4 separate regions of the Mus musculus genome follow, and regions 2, 3 and 4 are each linked to region 1. The links are chromatin contacts, called in public ChIA-PET, Hi-C and HiChIP or PLAC-seq maps. All regions are on one chromosome and are shown on one strand. Each heading gives the region's core, a stretch centred on a gene start, on an enhancer-like site or on the middle of the called end of the contact. The rest is flanking DNA. Distances are from core to core; before and after follow the strand shown.

Evidence for each region. HiChIP or PLAC-seq counts read pairs in DNA pulled down with a chosen protein or histone mark. A called contact is a pair of places that touch in the nucleus more often than the background predicts. ChIA-PET counts read pairs in DNA pulled down with a chosen protein or histone mark.
Region 2: a contact with region 1 is called in an RNA polymerase II ChIA-PET map of effector CD8 T cells, with 88 read pairs. The contact joins the enhancer-like site here to the promoter of Nemp2 in region 1. A contact is called at or near these places in 8 of 39 promoter capture datasets (the C10 cell line, the HPC-7 cell line, the SN4741 cell line and 4 more), 2 of 15 datasets of contacts at CTCF or cohesin (large pre-B cells and pro-B cells), 45 of 484 Hi-C or Micro-C datasets (the BV-2 cell line, the C10 cell line, CD4 T cells and 32 more), 7 of 115 datasets of contacts at active chromatin or transcription factors (DN3 thymocytes, the HPC-7 cell line, bone marrow-derived macrophages and 3 more) and 4 of 9 other capture datasets (adipose tissue, embryonic stem cells, liver and 1 more).
Region 3: a contact with region 1 is called in a RAD21 HiChIP or PLAC-seq map of pro-B cells, with 7 times the contacts expected there. The contact joins the enhancer-like site here to the promoter of Nemp2 in region 1. A contact is called at or near these places in 2 of 15 datasets of contacts at CTCF or cohesin (large pre-B cells and pro-B cells), 2 of 484 Hi-C or Micro-C datasets (the HL-1 cell line and bone marrow-derived macrophages), 11 of 115 datasets of contacts at active chromatin or transcription factors (bone marrow-derived macrophages, cardiomyocytes, embryonic forebrain and 6 more) and 1 of 9 other capture datasets (pancreatic islet).
Region 4: a contact with region 1 is called in a Hi-C map of the MNK3 cell line, with 4 times the contacts expected there. The contact joins the enhancer-like site here to the promoter of Nemp2 in region 1. A contact is called at or near these places in 4 of 39 promoter capture datasets (the C10 cell line, the HPC-7 cell line, pre-B cells and 1 more), 3 of 15 datasets of contacts at CTCF or cohesin (large pre-B cells, pro-B cells and stem cell-derived epiblast-like cells), 95 of 484 Hi-C or Micro-C datasets (3T3-L1-derived adipocytes, the AML12 cell line, B cells and 61 more), 9 of 115 datasets of contacts at active chromatin or transcription factors (the HPC-7 cell line, acute myeloid leukemia, astrocytes and 6 more) and 3 of 9 other capture datasets (adipose tissue, liver and pancreatic islet).

Annotation. Positions count from the first base shown.
Region 1 is chr1:52,629,037-52,631,993 of GRCm38.p6, reverse strand. Nemp2 (nuclear envelope integral membrane protein 2) reads right to left here and starts at 1,289. Exons shown (of 9, transcript NM_001142647.1): 1 at 1,143-1,289. The coding sequence starts at 1,236.
Region 2 is chr1:52,798,204-52,800,957 of GRCm38.p6, reverse strand. Inpp1 (inositol polyphosphate-1-phosphatase) reads left to right here. Exons shown (of 6, transcript NM_008384.2): 2 at 1,422-1,673. The coding sequence starts at 1,470. Among named protein-coding and RNA genes, the nearest start is that of Inpp1, 18 kb to the left of the region's middle. Within about 2 kb of position 1,382, at least 252 of the 459 cell types and tissues checked have an H3K27ac peak or open chromatin away from gene starts, as enhancers often do. A contact at or near this core is called in the BV-2 cell line, CD8 T cells, DN3 thymocytes and 28 more, where this site is marked.
Region 3 is chr1:52,418,282-52,420,997 of GRCm38.p6, reverse strand. No RefSeq gene overlaps it. Among named protein-coding and RNA genes, the nearest start is that of Gm23460, 25 kb to the left of the region's middle. Within about 2 kb of position 1,372, at least 11 of the 459 cell types and tissues checked have an H3K27ac peak or open chromatin away from gene starts, as enhancers often do. A contact at or near this core is called in pro-B cells, where this site is marked.
Region 4 is chr1:52,862,955-52,865,725 of GRCm38.p6, reverse strand. It overlaps Hibch (3-hydroxyisobutyryl-Coenzyme A hydrolase), which reads right to left. Exons shown (of 14, transcript NM_146108.2): 5 at 97-177. Among named protein-coding and RNA genes, the nearest start is that of Hibch, 19 kb to the right of the region's middle. Within about 2 kb of position 1,330, at least 9 of the 459 cell types and tissues checked have an H3K27ac peak or open chromatin away from gene starts, as enhancers often do. A contact at or near this core is called in the MNK3 cell line, Th17 cells, Th2 cells and 1 more, where this site is marked.

The DNA.
Region 1 (2,957 bases), core at 40-2,539:
CCCTTCACCTGGGAGGTAGAGGCAGGAATGTTGTACAGCCAAGGCCAGCCTGGTCTATGTAAAAATCTCCAGATCTGCTAGGGCTATATGGTGACCCATACAGCAGCAAAACTTGAAAAACTGAGTTCCTTGAAGCAAATAAAAGGAGCAGAAATAATACCTGTGTGCCCTGGAGAATACGACACCTACAGGTTAAATCAACAACTGCACTAGAGCCCAAGATTCTGAATCTATATAACTACTTCTACCCCTCTGCTGCCACGCCCAGGAGCCCTCCTCCTCAAACTGTTTTATATTTTCACAAGTACCTATTATATTTACTACCAATTCTTTGTTCTCTAGCATGTAAAATGGGCATATATGAATAATCAGTATAAGACAATGCAGTTAGAGCAAATCAGCCCTGCATAGCACAAAATAGTTAATTAACACATTCCTGTTCAATGAAAAGCTGACCACAGACCGTCCCCTAAGGTGTAACTCACTGCAAGATACCAGTATGGGCACAAGGTGTGACAGAAGCTAATAACTGCTTACTGAACATCCATTCTCTCTTTCAGTCTTAGACACCCTACTAACTTTGTCGGTGTCGGAATATTATCCAATTGAAAGTCTGTATCTTGACAGCCTCCCTTGAGTCTGTAAGTGACCATGTAATGAAGAATACAAACAAGCAATCTTTTGAAGGATGTAGTGAATGGTAGAAATAAATGTTAAACTCGTGGAGACTGCGTTTTGCTGCTACAGCTTTCTGAGCCAGAATCTTAAGCACCCCAAACAGTCTGAGTAGCTCACTGAGACTTCCTGTGCACCTGGTTCAATGCTGGAGCATCAGCAGTATTTTGCATATGACCAGCTACCCAGGTCACAGCAGCCAATCAGAAACAGAATTTCGGTTCCTTTCTGAAGCTTCTATCCTTCTCTAGCCTTGAGTTTCCTGAGATTTCTGAAGACAGATAAAATAAGGTTTCAGACATAAACTGCAGACAAAGGGCCAGCTGTGCGGTTGTCCAGCGGTGTGATCCTGAACAAACCAAAACACTGAAGTATCCGATGCCCGCAGACAGGGGCGGGGCCTGGCCGCGGCCGCGCGTGACCCTGCGGCGCCGAAAGGAGGCCCCCCCGCCCGGAGCCGGGGTTACCTGACATCGCTGCCTCCTCGTCGTGCACCGCGCTCGCTGGCAGTGTAGCCAGGGGCTGCAGCCAGAGCACCAGCCACCACAACCTAGGCAGCATCGCGGCCAGAGCGGCGGAAGTGGCGCAGCGGACCAAGAGCGGGAAAGCGGAGGGAGGGGATTGCAGGGGCGGAGCCGGCTGCGGCCCCGCCCTTCCGCGGTCCGCCGAGCGGCTCTCCCAGTGGCCTCCAGGGGGCGATCACCTGCCTTCCCGATTCTTGCTCCTGGGCCAGCTTGCAGAGTTGGCGGGCAGTTTAAAACACGCCGGAGCCCCGCGCAGGGTTCTCAGAGCACTGGTGCGGGCCACTCAGAAAGGCAGGCTCTTCACATGCACCCTCTCAGAAATAAGACCAGCAAGCCCCACTTAGACAAAAGCCTGACTTGTTTGTTTGTTTGTCCCTCCTTTCACCTCTTCCTTTTTTTTTTTTTAAGCAACAAGTTGAGAAATTTGGTGCTTAAATAATTTGTGTCTAAGCTCATGAACACAGTATCTTTCAAAAAAAAAAAAAAAACCCAAAAGGGTTATATAAGTTCACTATTAATAAAGTGTTACTTTAATAGAGATCTGGAGGCTGGAGAGATGGTCCAGTGCTTAGGAACACTTATCGCTCTTCCAGAGAACCCATGTTTCCCAGCGTGCACATGGCAGCAGCCCCAAACATATGTAACTACAGTTTCATGGAATCAACTGCCCTCTTCTGAATTCTGCAGACATATGGTACACAGACATACACACAAGCTAAACACCCATACACTTAAATTAAAAAATAAGCCTTCTTTTAAAAATGAGATTGTATTTTTAAAAATTCAAAGATATAGTGAGTGTTCTAAACATAACCAACCTGGCAGAGATGATAGCTCTCTAAAGTCAGCCTATTGAGACAGAAGACTCCAAGAAACTGGAATGCTGCACAGTAAACCACTCTGGGGAGCAGAGAAAGCCACCACCAACCACAAGAGAATAGTCTGTCCTAGAAAGAGACTCACAGTTTCTGAGCCCTATGGTTTATTGATGATCAGGATAATTCTGTGTTAAGAGCAAGCCTTCTTTGGTCTCTGGAAACCTTTCAGTGTGACTTACTATTTCATACTTGAAGTAGGGCAGAAGAGTGTGGTGGTAGTGGACTGTAATCCCACCATTTGAGAAACAGAGTTAATGATGGGTAAGGTGAGCCTAAGTGGCATAGGGGATCCAAGGCTAGTCTGGCTACATGAGACCTAATTTAACCTTCCTCTGATCCCCATCCCTGCCCCACCACACACACAAAGCTAGAGTAAGAAGTTGTGTTCTTTTCTCTAATTCCAGTCTTCCACTAACAGCACTAAGCTCGATATAATAGAAATCTTTTTTTTTTAATAACTCAGCTTCAATTTTTTTTAATGGTCTAAATAGGAAAGAATGTCTCTGAGTTATCTAAAGGAGGCTTTCACCAAATGCCCCGTATATGTGTATACCTAGTATGTGGCTGTAAAAGCTCAGAGTTTTTTTTTTTAAGGAAATTATTAGGGGCTGATTTTTAAAAATAAACCTTCATTATTGGAATCTGTCCTTTATCATTTTTTTTCCCTGGATCCCCTTGGTATGCCTCTTGCAAAGCAACTTTTTGCTCCAATTCTGTTCAAACTGGTTTGGTTAATTTGGGATAATGCTAAGGAAAGCAACTGAAAGAAACATATCACCAAATGACTAATGTACTTTCTTAAAGCTGTCTTCAATAGATAGAGAACAAGCAGAGACATATGTTTGCAGCGCTGATCAAAAAACAAAACAAAACAAAACAA
Region 2 (2,754 bases), core at 133-2,632, 170 kb before region 1:
TAGGGAAAGACTTAAGGTTACTGACTGAGGAAAGAGGGCCCTGGGTGGGATTTGGTACAGTTATGACAGCAGCTCCCTGGAAGCCTGTGTGTTTCCAGTGTCAGGGAGTTAGCACCTGTCTACTACTGCCTTCCAGAGACGACCACTGGCAGTAAAGCAACTGCAGTTGTGACAAGGGACATCTCTCCGTGTTGGTCATCTTTCCTTTATTTCTGTTGAGGAACATATTTCCTCAGGAAGAAAAAAAAATTGTTTTTTGAACAGACTTAAGACAAGCAGGCTCTAACAGTTTGCCACACCCCCACATCAGTGTTTTCACAGCTGAGTGGTTCCCAGCCTCAAGCTTCTTTTCATAGAGGAAACTGTTGTGATAATAAAGAAACCTGATGTGGGGTGTGTGGGGGCAGTTCTGAGCCCCATGTTTTAGTCTTGTGTAACCTTTTTTAGAAGTTGCTCAACCCTCTAAGCTTCCGTTTCCAAACTGTATGTCACACAGGGCAGGGTAATCTCACGACAGAGGAAGCAGAACGACTCAGGCTTTGAACAGGAAGAGGACCACAGAAGCATTTTGAGGCAGCACCAGTAGATAGGAGCCAGGTGTGGTGCACACACCTTTAGCCCTAGCATTTGGGAGGCAGACGCAGACGAATCTTTTGAGTTCCAGGCTACCCTGGTCTACAGAATGAGTTCCAGGACAGCCAGGTCTAGAAAGAAAGAAAGAAAGAGAGAGAGAGAGAGAGAGGGAGAGAGAGAGAGAGAGAAGAAATAAAGAATAGAAATAATGATGTAGGCATACTACATGGTTCTTAGAAGACAGAACTTCTCAAGTCCAACAAGGTGTAAGTCCCCTTGCTTTGGTGTGTAGGCTGCTACTTGGTGGCAGATGGAATATGTCCCTGGAATGTTTGAGTGGAGTTGGCTGTGAGCTGCTTTATAGTGCTTGCCCAAGACCGGCCTCAGAGTCTGGAAGACACAATGCCTGCTGCTCATCCACTTAGCACATGGATCTGGCAGCATGATTGTCATCCCTCACCATTCTCACAGAGAAGAGAATTACGTCAATGTAATTGAGATAAAGCTGTGTCATGATTAAGGACCTTGTAGCAATCTGCCTTTCCTCGGACGTCGTGACACTCTGTCTTGCTATGGCCCTGTAACATAAATTCTAATTCAAGGCTTTTTCTTTTTCTTTCACTGAACATTCAGTTTCTTTAAGAGTGTAATTGGTTTACAAGACTTTTGAGAAATACGTTTGTTTCAATCTTTAGATTGTAACTGCAGTCTTGCACGCTGAAAATGTGCGGTGACTCACTAGCAGGTCAGCTTCCCTGACAGGTTGCTGCCAGCTATGTGTTAGTGGGAGAGACGCCCTGACATCATCCCTGAACTGCTTTCTCTTTCATATTCTTGTGTTCTTGCAGCTGTGAGCCAGAGGGTGGGTGAGGCTGAGAAAGAAGCAGGCTTTAGAAATGTCAGACATCCTCCTGGAGCTGCTCTGTGTCTCCGAGAAGGCTGCTAACATCGCCAGGGCGTGCAGGCAGCAGGAGACCCTCTTCCAGCTGCTCATTGAGGAGAAGAAAGGTGCAGAGAAGAACAAGAAGTTTGCTGCAGATTTCAAGACCCTGGCGGATGTGCTGGTGCAGGAAGTTATAAAACAGAACATGGAAAACAAGGTAAGAGGTCAGGCCACGGTGGCTGCAGGACACCTGCCTCCGTGCTTCCTCTGGTTCCCTCAGAATAAACAGCAGGCCTTTTACTGACTCTTATGTTCTCTTAGGTCCAAACAAACACCTTGCAGCCTTGCCTTATTTTTATTACAGTATTAAAATGGTCTTTGCAGGAAATCATTGAAGTATAGAAAAGCAAACAGGATGAGAGTGCTCAGATTCCTAACCTGAGTATATGGTATTGACCCTCTTACTTATTGATGGGTTTCTTGTTAATAAATAATATATGCTCTCTGCACCAGAGCACACTGAGCTACATGCTCCCGAGGGCCACTGACGCTTCCTTCTGTGTGTCCACGCTCTGACCCACTTATTTCAGAGCAGTGTTTGGCTTCTCAGCTAAACCATTTATCTAATGTTTTGCTTTGGTTATGGGCTTGGAATTAGGCGAACTCTCCCTTTATTCTACTATAAAAATATGGTCATGACAAACACTGATTGTGATTCTATGTGTGGAAATGGCTAGAAAAAGCCAGGCTTCTTGAGTCGTAGCAGTAACACCAGCAAGCAGTGCTCACTGAGGCTGCATGGACTTGACTTTGTTACCCCTATAAGAATTCTGTAAGGTTAGAGCCATTGTTCTACTGGGATGAAGCTGTCACAGAGAGCTGGAGTAAGTTGCCTGAATTGACGCTGCCCAGCATGACAGCTTGAGTTCTTCAACATAGGAAATGGTTTCTAAGTCTGTGTCACTGGGCATTCTGTCGTCTTTTATATAACTCGCCCCACCTTCTTTTTTTTTTTTTTAAATTTGGGAGGATGGAACTTTATGATAGAAAATAATATAAAACACTTCAATATCTTTATTGAACTTTTTAAACCTGAGGACTACTGTAGAATTCAGTAAAATCTTGACCACCAGTGTGAGAAGAGAATACATGAATTATACAAAATCTCCATAGACTATATATTTTTTCATGCCCTTTACTACCTGGCTTTGGTGAGCTAAATGAAGGAAGCTTGTTTTCTGTTGTTACCAGTGGAGACCCTTGGATACAAAGGCGGGTTGGGCAACTGGACTGGATAT
Region 3 (2,716 bases), core at 123-2,622, 210 kb after region 1:
AGGCCCAGGTAAGACCAGATGTGGAAACTTGTAACAACTTCATTCCACACCCCAATGAGTTGGTCTACAATGATGTGTGTGCACCCTTTCTGCAACATCTCTACCTACCCCCAGCCCTCTGGGTGTTTGGTTTTTTTTCCTATGTGACCTCTTGGCTTCAAATCAGACAATTTTTTTACTGTACTAGAAGGAAAGGTAGGAAATATCAATTTATTTGTGCCCAGAATGCAAAAGGTCATCTTTTTCAGAGGAAAGGTGAATTTCATAGCACAGCAAATCTCTGGCTCAGCTGCACCTCCATAGCCAAATATTAAGTAAATGAAGCCTCTGTGTGTGTGTGTGTGTGTGTGTGTGTGTGTGTGTGTGTGTGTGTGTGTGTGTGTGTTTTGTGCATGTGCATGTCTGTGTGTGCTATATGTGCATACAAGTGTACATATATACACACAGAGGCCAGAAGAAGATATCGAGCATTCCACTCTATCCCCCTTTGCCTTATTCCTTATGACATGGCCTTGCTTTGGACCTGGAGCTCAGCTGGTGACCATGTAAGCCCCAGTGACCATCCTGTCTCTCCCTCTGACAGGTGAACACAGCCACTCCCAGCTGTTTTACGTGTGTGCTGAGAGGTCAGATGCAGGTTGTCATCCTTGTGCAACAAATATTCTTATCCACGGAACCATCTCTCCAGCCCCCTGAGTTTTATTTTTATGAAAGAATGCAGCTTATGGAGGCAGATTCTCAAGACTTTGGTGGATTGTTCTGTGTTTAAAGTGTATTTTCTGAAATGTCCCAACATTGGGAAAACTTGAAAGTCTGCCTGGACTGTGAGCAGGTTGAACATTGTCTCCTAGAGATGACATTCAGCCCAATAGTGTAGAGCCTGAGTAGCAATGGCCGTACCAAATGTGGGGCAATCTGTGCTCCTCCATTGTCACAACAAACTACTGATCAAACTGAACAGAGATCTGTAAAGGAAACACTGAGAAGAACACAGACAACTTGAGGGGAGTGTGATCATATTGGCATCAAGGGTAAACCCAGGGTTCTTGGAGCAGCATATAGCAAGTGAACATTAAAAAGTTTTGAATAAGAACGTCTATTTAAATTACTGAGGAAACGGGGTCCATAATAAAATTGCTGCTGTATAGCAATCATTGGGGTAGAATCTGGAATACTTAACTGTGGTGTGATTACACTAACTATAAAACCTGTACTAATGTACTCTGTCTACTTCTGAAGCACAGTTTATCAGACAAGTATTAGTGGAACCCACTACACTGAAAGCCTTTAAAAAGGTATAGCTTCCACAATGACTGTGAACACAAGCTGAGCGTCACTAGCCACCATGTGCATCCTGCCATGCACCCACAGGGGAGATGGGCTGCAGCTCATACTCTGGCTCTGAGTCATTTCCAGCCAGTCACCTGCCCACTGTAAAGAAAGGACTATCTAAGGCTTAAAAATAGATGCACCTGCTTTTCTGACGGGAATTTCATTTCAATGATGATGAAAACAAATGGGGCAGAAAAATGTGCAGTTGCTTCAGCCTTCCCTAGGAATGCTGGAAAATCCTATGCCTACCCAGGCACTCTACACACAAACCTTTGCCTCATCTGCTCCACTTGCACATGACTCTAGGGGAGGGAAAAGAAGGCTGGTCATACGCTATGATGGCCATTCTTGTGCACTGTGTAGTGCACGTGGTTCTGAGAAGATGACCTAGAACTTCTGAGGTTGGGACCTTGGACTGCAAAACAGAGCTCAGAAATCAGTGCTCACTAGGGTTTGAACATCGTCAGTAGAAATGGATTTGGTTTTCCCACAACGAATTTAAATATGGCATAGAGTTACAGGTTATCGTATCAGGTCAGTAACATTTCTAGAAATGTCATGAATATCTTGAAAAGCAAATAGGAAAAGGGTATTTTTTTTCTAACTCTCCAGAATAGACACACATGCTATATCTTTGTATCATTTGTTCTGCTGATCTTAGACAAGAAACGGGATAAAGAAAACATCTTACTGGAGTTCTGACTCACCTAGGATGACTGGTGAGGCACCAGCCCCCACCCCAATACCTGGCCTAACTGGGACCCTGTGCCCCAGGGCCCAGAGGAAGCAGGAACTCCTCCAAGCTGGAGACATACATTTCTTCTGGATTGCAACTGCACCTAGGAGCTGATTCTGTGTGCTCTAGCCTTCCCCCACCCAACCCACCCCCACAGATAGCTTGACCTCCCCCAGGAGTCCTGACATACACAGAATCACAAGTGAGGCTCCAGGCCCCACCCCCAATACCTGGCCTAACTGAGACACCCCTGGGGACCAGAGGAATTAGGAACTACACACACACACACACACACACACACACCAGCAGGAGACACACATTTCTTCTGGCTTGAATCAAGCCTGGAACCAGATCCTGTACTCCAGCCCCCATCCCAACCCTGCCCATAGCCAGAAACAGTGTGTCTTCAAGGATTTCTGACACAGCCAGCCTCAGAGATCAGGCCCTCCAAACTCCATCCCATACCTAGAGACAGCCTGGCTCAAGGAGGCCCAACATAACCAGGCTCACAGGAGGGACAGGCTCCAGTCAGAGACAGGAAGGCCAGTTAACACCAGAGATAACCAGATGGTGAGAGGCAAATTGAAGAACATAAGCAACAGAAACCAATGCCACTTGGCAACATCAGAACCCAGTTCTCCCACCTCA
Region 4 (2,771 bases), core at 81-2,580, 230 kb before region 1:
CCATAAAGAGTGCCTATTGGTTGCATTTTAACAGACTACAGTGCCGTTCCATCTCTGGATTCCATGTTCAAAGCTCAGAGCAGATCACACACATACCAATTGCATTGTTCAAGATGTATTCTTCTCTGAATAAATCTTGAGTTAAATTCTGTCTTGCTTTTTTAGCTTCTGAGAGTGCTAAGGAAGGAGGAAAAGAGAAGAAAATGAAGGCAAGAGCAACTACAAATCATAAAGACGGCTTCTGGTCAATACAGTCTCAGATATCATTAAGTGCTGAAAGCAGGGGAACTGTCAGATGGCTTTAATGTTTGAAGTTACCCATGTTGGTGACACATTACCCTTTGGCAGAGACCCATGATCCAATGTCAAATTTTCAAAGAAAAATTCTTTTGTAAGTACATCACACACACACACACACACACACACACACACAATCTGATCTTTCACCCACAGTTTCTGGCTCCTTAAGTCCCTTTTCAAAGTAGGTCACAAACACTAGAACCTCTCTGCTCAAAGCAGGTCACAGTCTCTGTTCTTTCCCTCCCACTACTTAGAGCTGGTTATAGAGACATTCTGACCTGTATCACAAGACCCTCATTTGAAGAGTCCTCTTCCAGACTTCAGAGGAAAAAAATGAGCAGAGGAAGCAGTGTCCCACTTGGTTACTTGCATTAGCTTAGACCTATTCACCAATCACATTTCTGCATGTCATTCTAAGTTAAACTCATGCTTACATAATGAAGTCTTCAGAAAATCCAAAGGCTCCAGAATAATTACAGATAATTTATCAAGAGAATATATCCTGAACAATGCCATTGGTTTATGTTTGTGCTTTGCTCTGAGCTCTGAAATTCGAGATTTAATAGATCCCCATGAGGAAGTTTCACACAGCCAAGAGAGCATGGAAGTTTCACAGCCACTTCCCTGTACCTGATCCAATGTTTGTGTCATTTAAGAGGACAGTACATGTAAGTATCACTCCAAATTCTGTGGCCACTGTGGCATACTAACTGACCCAGGCACCAAAATCCACAGATGCCCAAGTTTCTTGGAGGGGATGGTATCATACTATGCACTGTGAGTCTCCTTTAGGTGATCTATAACACCTAGCGTAAACTGTTGCCACATGGCATCTAGAGGAGAAAGAGAAGACAAAAAGGTTGTACCTATTTGGTACAAAATTTTTCCCAAATATTTCCCATCTATAGTAAGTTGAATCCATAAGGCAGAATGTCAGACACCAAGGGCCAACTAGAGTCTCCTAAGAAAGATCTGTTGAGACTGCTATTATGATGCAAATGAGGGATAGTTCCTGAAGGGGAAAACCCTTATCTGTTGCCCTTTGCTGAGCTAAAGGCTTCCCTACCAACTCTCAGACTCTAACTTCACCCCCAAACTTCCTCAGGGTTCCTTCTAATTTTATTTTAAGCTAATTTTATATAAATCACCTAGTTACATATAAATTAAAATTAAATTACATTCACCTTTAAAGTATCTACTTATTGTAGAATTTTCTAGAAATCACATGCATTGTTTTGTACATATACGCTAGAACAATTATGGAACTTCTACTGTGTCTAAAGAAGACTATAAAGTCAGTTGTGGGTGGTATTTATGTTAGAAATGTCCCCAGTAGGCTCAGCTATCTGAACACTTGGCCATGGGTTGTGGTGCTGTTTGGAGAGGGCCTGAGAGTTATAATCACTGGGACAGCCTCACCCCACTTAAAGATGGAGATAACCCCAGCTCTCTCAGTGCCCTGCTCTGGCTGCCTACTACCATTCCTCCCTGTCTCAGACTCTCCCCCAGAACCATAGGCTAAAATAAGCCCTTCCTCCTGTAAGTTGTTTTGGTAACAGCGTTTCATCACAGAACAGTGACTCAAACTAGAACAACTCATTTTCAAAAACTGCTCACAACTCAAAGCAGCTAACCTCAATCAAAGCATTTGGTGTTCCAATAAGGAGCCTGACAAGATTGTAGCCCTACTCTAAAGAAAAGGCCCCCTGGGGGAAATGAACAATAATTTTACAATATTCATGGTACACTCATTAAGAGATTGAGCACAGGCATGTATGAGACTCAGGTTTGACTCTTAGTGTACATGCAGTTGTACATATGTATACACACACACCACAAACACAAGTATAACACACACAGGCACAGGCATTTGGTGCACACACACATAGGCAAAGGCATACAGGTACGCACACAGACAAACATGTGCCACACATACAGGTACATAGTCACACATTCACACAAAGTCTCTCTCACACACACAGTATCTCATGCACACACATACAGGTACACAGGAACATGCACACACACAGTCTCACACACATACAGTTATAGATATACACGTGCACACACACACATTTTATATCACATGTGTATGCAGTCACAGGTATTCCAGCATTCATATACACAGTCATAAGTACACAGGCACACACACATACACACAGTCACACACATGCACACACAGGCACAGATGTATGTATAATGCATACACACCTAAAGAATTCATGTTGTAGGCAAAACCACAATTCGGTTAACACATCGCTTTAAGCAATTAAGTTTTCCATCATGAAGCAATTTTAACTTGCAGTTACTTTAATCTGAGTGATCATGTGACTCCGATCCTGACGCTACATGGGTTTCCTTCCTACTCATAATGCAGTGGTTTACATAAACTTGTAAATTTGGTGAACAAAGGTTGTCTTTTAATAATCAAGCAAATTCATACATAATTTTAAAATTACATAAAATTAGAA